Linked DNA regions of Sus scrofa: region 2 is linked to region 1. Evidence: chromatin contacts called from public HiChIP or PLAC-seq data. All regions are on one chromosome and are shown on one strand. The core of a region is the stretch at or near the end of the contact, and the rest is flanking DNA. Distances in the headings are between cores, read along the strand shown. Region 1 overlaps GLE1 (nucleoporin GLE1). Region 2 overlaps SPTAN1 (spectrin alpha chain, non-erythrocytic 1).

Evidence for each region. HiChIP or PLAC-seq counts read pairs in DNA pulled down with a chosen protein or histone mark.
Region 2: a contact with region 1 is called in an H3K27ac HiChIP or PLAC-seq map of alveolar macrophages. The contact joins two enhancer-like sites. A contact is called at or near these places in 2 of 47 Hi-C or Micro-C datasets (epiblast stem cells and liver) and 2 of 2 datasets of contacts at active chromatin or transcription factors (alveolar macrophages and skeletal muscle).

The regions. Positions count from the first base shown.
Region 1 is chr1:268,918,656-268,921,412 of Sscrofa11.1, reverse strand. It overlaps GLE1 (nucleoporin GLE1), which reads right to left. Exons shown (of 16, transcript XM_003122222.5): 15 at 1,153-1,216; 16 at 1-131. The coding sequence ends at 63. Among named protein-coding and RNA genes, the nearest start is that of SPTAN1, 16 kb to the left of the region's middle. Within about 2 kb of position 1,277, at least 4 of the 83 cell types and tissues checked have an H3K27ac peak or open chromatin away from gene starts, as enhancers often do. A contact at or near this core is called in alveolar macrophages, where this site is marked.
Region 2 is chr1:268,982,979-268,985,784 of Sscrofa11.1, reverse strand. It overlaps SPTAN1 (spectrin alpha chain, non-erythrocytic 1), which reads right to left. Exons shown (of 59, transcript XM_013993907.2): 37 at 2,788-2,806; 38 at 2,530-2,692; 39 at 2,137-2,151; 40 at 12-143. Among named protein-coding and RNA genes, the nearest start is that of WDR34, 47 kb to the left of the region's middle. Within about 2 kb of position 1,519, at least 2 of the 83 cell types and tissues checked have an H3K27ac peak or open chromatin away from gene starts, as enhancers often do. A contact at or near this core is called in alveolar macrophages, where this site is marked.

The DNA.
Region 1 (2,757 bases), core at 28-2,527:
TACAGCTGTCTTCAGTGGCTTTATTATTGCCCCCTTGCAACATGGTGACAAACGGAGTGACATCAGGAACGCCAGAAGGTGGAAGTCAGAAAGCCCTTGGGGACAGGAATATCCTTGTGCTGCAAACATTTCTGGTCAGGGAAAGATAAAGAGAACAGAATGATTTTCTGATAATGCTGCTTCCAGCACTTGCCAGTGGGAGGACACTGAGGGACAGCAAGTGTGAGCTGGTCCGAAGAAATGGTGGTCAAATAAACAAACGAACAAAAGCTTGTGCGTAAGACTTCCCTTTCTGCATGCGCTGCAACAGAGGACACACGCCACGCGCTATGACTCTGTCCTGCTCTGACCTCCCCAGCCTGGCCTCCCCCTTCACTACTGCCACTCCCCCAACTGGGCTGGGGGAAACTGCAAGTCTGCGGGCTCTCTTGGCAGACGTACCACAGTTCTCGACTATTTGCCAAAATTCACCTCTTAAAGATTTTTGGCACTGGGAAGAAGGAGAGGAGTCTGGTTGAAAGTACAGTGTGGTCTCATGGAGAAAGTGACATGTGCCAGCTCCCCAGACCTGAGACTGAGAAAAGAACCTTGGCCAACATGCAAAAAATGTACCGGTGAGGGAGTTCCCGTCATGGCGCAGTGGTTAATGAATCGACTAGGAACCATGAGGTTGCGAGTTCGATCCCTGGCCTTGCTCAGTGGGTTAAGGATCCCAAGTTACTGTGAGCTGTGGTCTAGGTCACAGACGCGGCTCGGATCCCACGTTGCTGTGGCTCTGGCGAAGGCGAGCGGCTACAGCTCTGATTAGAACCCTAGCCTGGGAACCTCCGTATGCCGGGGTGTGGTCCTAGAAAAGGCAAAAAGACAAAAAAAAAAAAAAAAAAAAAAAAAAGTACCGGTGAGATAAGGTTCATTCAACTATTTTACTCCTCTCTTAGAGAGCTTCCCCACAGGCACCATGGACAATGACACACAGGAAGATGATGAAACGGCAGCTCTTAAGGTGAAGAGAGAGCAATGGATGAAAAAGCAGGTTTTGGAAAAATCAAGAGGGAGAGACTGAAGTCAGAGTCCAGAGGTTCAGGCCTTGTCAGACAGAGGTGCACTGGAGGCCAGCACAGTTTGGGAGGTGCTGGTCTAAAAGCATCTTACCTCCAAGAACTGCTTGAGGCGTATGAAGGAACCCATCTGTCCTGAGCTTGTGATGGCTTCGATCCTACAGGGAGAGAAAGAGGACACGTGAGTCACAGCTGTGACTGACACCTACCTTGCGGAGAGGACGTAGGTGCCGGCTGATGTGGAGGAAAGGGCACATCGAATGACTCAGAGATGTCTCCTGGACTAAGGACCATGTCGCTTTACTAAGTGGTCTCAACAGTTTCTCCAAACAAGGGATAAAGACGTTCCCACCGTGACACTGCAGGATAAAGATCAGGGTTGTCTTTGCAGTGGTGAGGGTTCAATCCCCGGCCTGGTGCAGTAGATTAAGGATTTGGCTTTGCTGCTGCTGTAGCATAGGTCACAGCAACAGCTCACATTAGATCCCCTGGCGCTGGGAACTTCCACATGCTGTGGGTGTGGCAAAAAAAAAAAAAAAAAAAGAGTTCCTGTCATGGCTCGGTGGTTAACAAACTTGACTAGCAACCATGCCATGGGTTGTCCCTGGCCTTGCTCAGTGGGTTAGGGATCCAGTGTTGCCGTGAGCTGTGGCATAGGTCGCAGATGTGGCTCGGATCTTGTGTTGCTATGACTGTGACGTAGGGCAGTGGCTACAGCTACAGTCTGACCCCTAGCCTGGGAACCTGTATGCTGTAGGTGTAGCCCTAAAAACAAAAGAAAAAATGAACGTATAAAAATAAAAAAAAAAAAACACAGACAAGGGGATAAAGGAGAAGGGAGTCCTCTTCCTTCCCAAAGCCTCTGTGATCAGGTGTGCTGGGTGTTGCCAATGCCTTTCCCCCAGTGAAATGCCAGTGAGTTGAGAGGGTAGGATGGGTACTTGAAGGTGAAGCCCACAACAGAGTCAAGCAAACCAGCTGACCAATCAGTTTCACCAATGGATTTACTGAGGGGGTTTGACTCCTTGGTTTCATTCAGGATTGTATGTCATCATTATCGCAGGATATCTGGGGAATTTGGAAGAGGTTAAAATGTCAGGTTTCTGAATCCAGGATTTTCTATTTAGTTTTTTGTTATTTTGCCAACAACATTTAAAAGAGATTTGGAGTTCCCATTGTGGCTCAGTGGTAACAAACTCGACTGACTAGTATGCAGGAGGACGCAGGTTCGATCCTTGGCCCCGCTCAGTGGGTTGGGGATCTGAGTTGCTGTGGCTGTGGTGGCGTAGGCCAGCAGCTACAGCTCTGATGCGACCCTTAGCCTGGGAAATTCCATATGCTGGGGGTGTGGCTCTAAAAAGACAAAAACAATTTCCAATTTGGATTCCTTTTATTTCTTTTACTTCTGATTGCTAGGCTAGGACTTCCAAAACTATGTTGAATGGTAGTGGCGAGATTCCTGATCTCAGCAGGAATTCTTTCAGCTTTTCACCACTGAGAATGATGTTGCTGTGGGTTTGTCACATACAGCCTTTATTATGTTGAGGTAGGTTCCCTCTATGCCCACTTTCTGAAGGGTTTCTATCAGAAATGGGTGTTGGATCTTGTCAAAGGCTTTTTCTACGTCTATTTGAAGATCATACAGTTTTCATTCTTCCGTTTGTATCACACTGATGGATTTGCGGATACTGAAGAATCC
Region 2 (2,806 bases), core at 270-2,769, 64 kb before region 1:
GGGGATGGTACCTTGACGGCCTCCTCGCTGCCGGCGCAGGCCCCGCGCTCGATGAGGGAGTTGCCCGTGTCGATGACGCCGCGGATCCGGTCGGCATTGGCGTGCAGCTCGGCCTCGAAGGCCTGGTGCTTCTGGTGCTTGCTCTGAAAACACCAAAAACCCCAACCTTTCCAAACCAGGTCCTGCCAGTAGGCTGGCTCTCAGGGAGCAGGGATTCCCGGGATGGAGAGCAGGAGGGGGAAGCAAACTTGAAGGACCCGCCTGCCCGCCCGCCGGAAGGCCGGAGCTCAGGGGCAGGCGACCTGAGGCAACTCTTAGAACAACTGGATGAGCCACCTGGGAGTGAGACCCGAGAATCCCACACTTGCTAACGTTTCGCAGGAGACGGCCACTGTAGAGGGATTTTTTTCTCTTTCTACAGCTGTACCTGCGGCATGTGGAAGTTTCTGGGCGAGGACGCCTGTGGGAGCTGCCTATGCCACAGCCACACTGGATCCAAGCCGCATCTGCAACCTACACCACAGCTCATGGCATCGCCGGATCCTTAACCCACTGAGCGAGGCCAGGGATCAAACCCACGTCCTCATGGATACTAGTCGGGTTCTTAACCTGCTGAGCCACCACAGGAACGCCACAGCAGCTAGAGTTTTGAATCCCTTCTACATCCATTTCTATCCACAGCTTTCTCCTTAGTGGACAGAAGCTCTAACAAATGACACACGTGTGGCCTTTCTGTCACCTAAGGCAGTGATCACTAGGAAGCCAGGCATCCGAGAGGCAGGCTGCCCCTGTGGACAGAGGAGAAGCCTACAGCTGCGCAGACCTTGGCTTGGCTGACTTCTCATTCAGCAGCTATCATCAGCCCAAACTCCAGGCTAAGTCAACACCCAGGCTTGGCTGGAAGGAAGAATTTCTCTCTGGGAGAGGAGAGGAGAGGGCTGGGCTGGGAGAATGACGGGCTTCTGCGGCTAGGGCCTGGCTGGGTAAGTGGGAACCCACAGGGAAACCAAAGGGGCAGGAACACCGCAATAGACAAGCACGGGGACACAGCTGTGGGACAATTCTGGGTGAGAAATGCAGGGTCTCAGGCAAGAATGTTATCTGGGGATAAAGGATCTAGAAGAAAAAAAAGCAGTACAACTGGGGAAGGAGTCTGCGTCAAATGTTTCATTTCAGGGGCAGCACCTGTCGAAAGATGGAGCCACGTGGTTGGCAACACGCAGCACGAAGATGATGCGTCCTCACCGTGAACTCTGACGCCTGAGCCCACGTACGAGAGGATAAAAACATTCCTCCAATTCCTACACAGCCTGACAAAAGCCCAGCTCCCTCTTCTGCTTCTTGTTCTGGTCACCCTTTGGCTCAAAATCTACCCGCTACACTTCACATTTCCTCATTTCTTCCACCAACTTTTTTTTTTTTTTTTTTTGCCATGCCTGCGAAATATGGAAGTTTCCAGGCTAGGGGTGAACTCCAAGCCACAGCAATGACCTCAGCAGTTGCAGTGACAATACCAGATCCTTAGCTGGTGTGCCACAAGGAAGCTCTCTAAGCTACACTTTGACTAAGAGGCTCTTCCACTGCCCCTTGGGTAGCGTCCGCTTTCATCTTAACCTCTCAGCCCTGGTCCCCCTCAGATCAGCTGCCACTCCCAGGATCTCTAGCTGACCCCTTCCAAGTGACCGGCTCCGCTGGAGGCCAGACGGCCTGGGTAAGGAGACTCTCACACCTGGCCTGTGCTAGGCCACCAGGAGCCACGTGCCCACAGCAAGAAAAGCCCAAACTTACACAGAAAAGAAGCTACTCCACCCCCCCTTTTTTCTTACTACTTCATGTTTTAAGAAGCACACTGCTCAAAAGAAAGCTGTCAACTGCTGCCCCCCAAATCAAACATTGTACAGAACTTGCCTACATGATGGGGAAGGGGGAGGGAGTGGAGGGCTGCAGGCTGATTATGACAGAGGAAGCCACATCCCACAGGACACGAGGATGGGGTGATGGACGGTTACAGATGAAGAGCATGAATGAGGCGACACTGGCAGACTGTGTGGCCGCGGGAATGGGAATCTATACACAACAACAGCACAAACACTGCAGCGCACCAACTAAAACTCACTTAAGGAACATAAAACTTACCAGCAGCTTGGAAAGCTACAAAACAGATTAAAACAACAAGAGTTCAGTACACGGGTGTGAACATACGTAGGAGCTACTCAATAGACACTCGTTTTGCTGTCATAGTTCTCCTGGGAGGGTCAGCATTCGGGCACAGCAAACACAAGGGGGCTTTTCTGCAGACTCTTTAGTAGCAGACACGGAGTCAAAAGAGACGAATGAGAAAAGGAGCTTCTGAAATGGCTCCGATCATTTAAGTGAGGCTTTCCCACCCGTCCTGCTTGACGACCTTAGTGACCTTTCCCTGGCATCACTGTGGCCAAAAGGAAATTGGATCCCCCTTTTTAAAGATGAGCAAAGCCTCCTTGATCACACGGGCTACTTGGAGATGAAGAGCTGATCCGCTCGGCTCACCTGGATGTTGGTGGGGTCCTTGTACGACTCATCGCTCGCCGTCTGTAACTTCTCGCTGATCCAAGCCTCGATCTCGTCCACGTCCCGGCTGAACTGCTGGAGGGTCTGCGATTCTCCCAGCTTCGACCTTTTCTCAATCATCTGAGCTTTCAGACGGCGCCACCTGAGAAAGCGGAACCAAAGGTGAGCATCCGACAGAACGAGGCTGGCCAGGGCTCTCACACAGGGCGGCGAGACCCGCCAGCGCCAGACACCCACCTGTCCAGAACCTCATTGC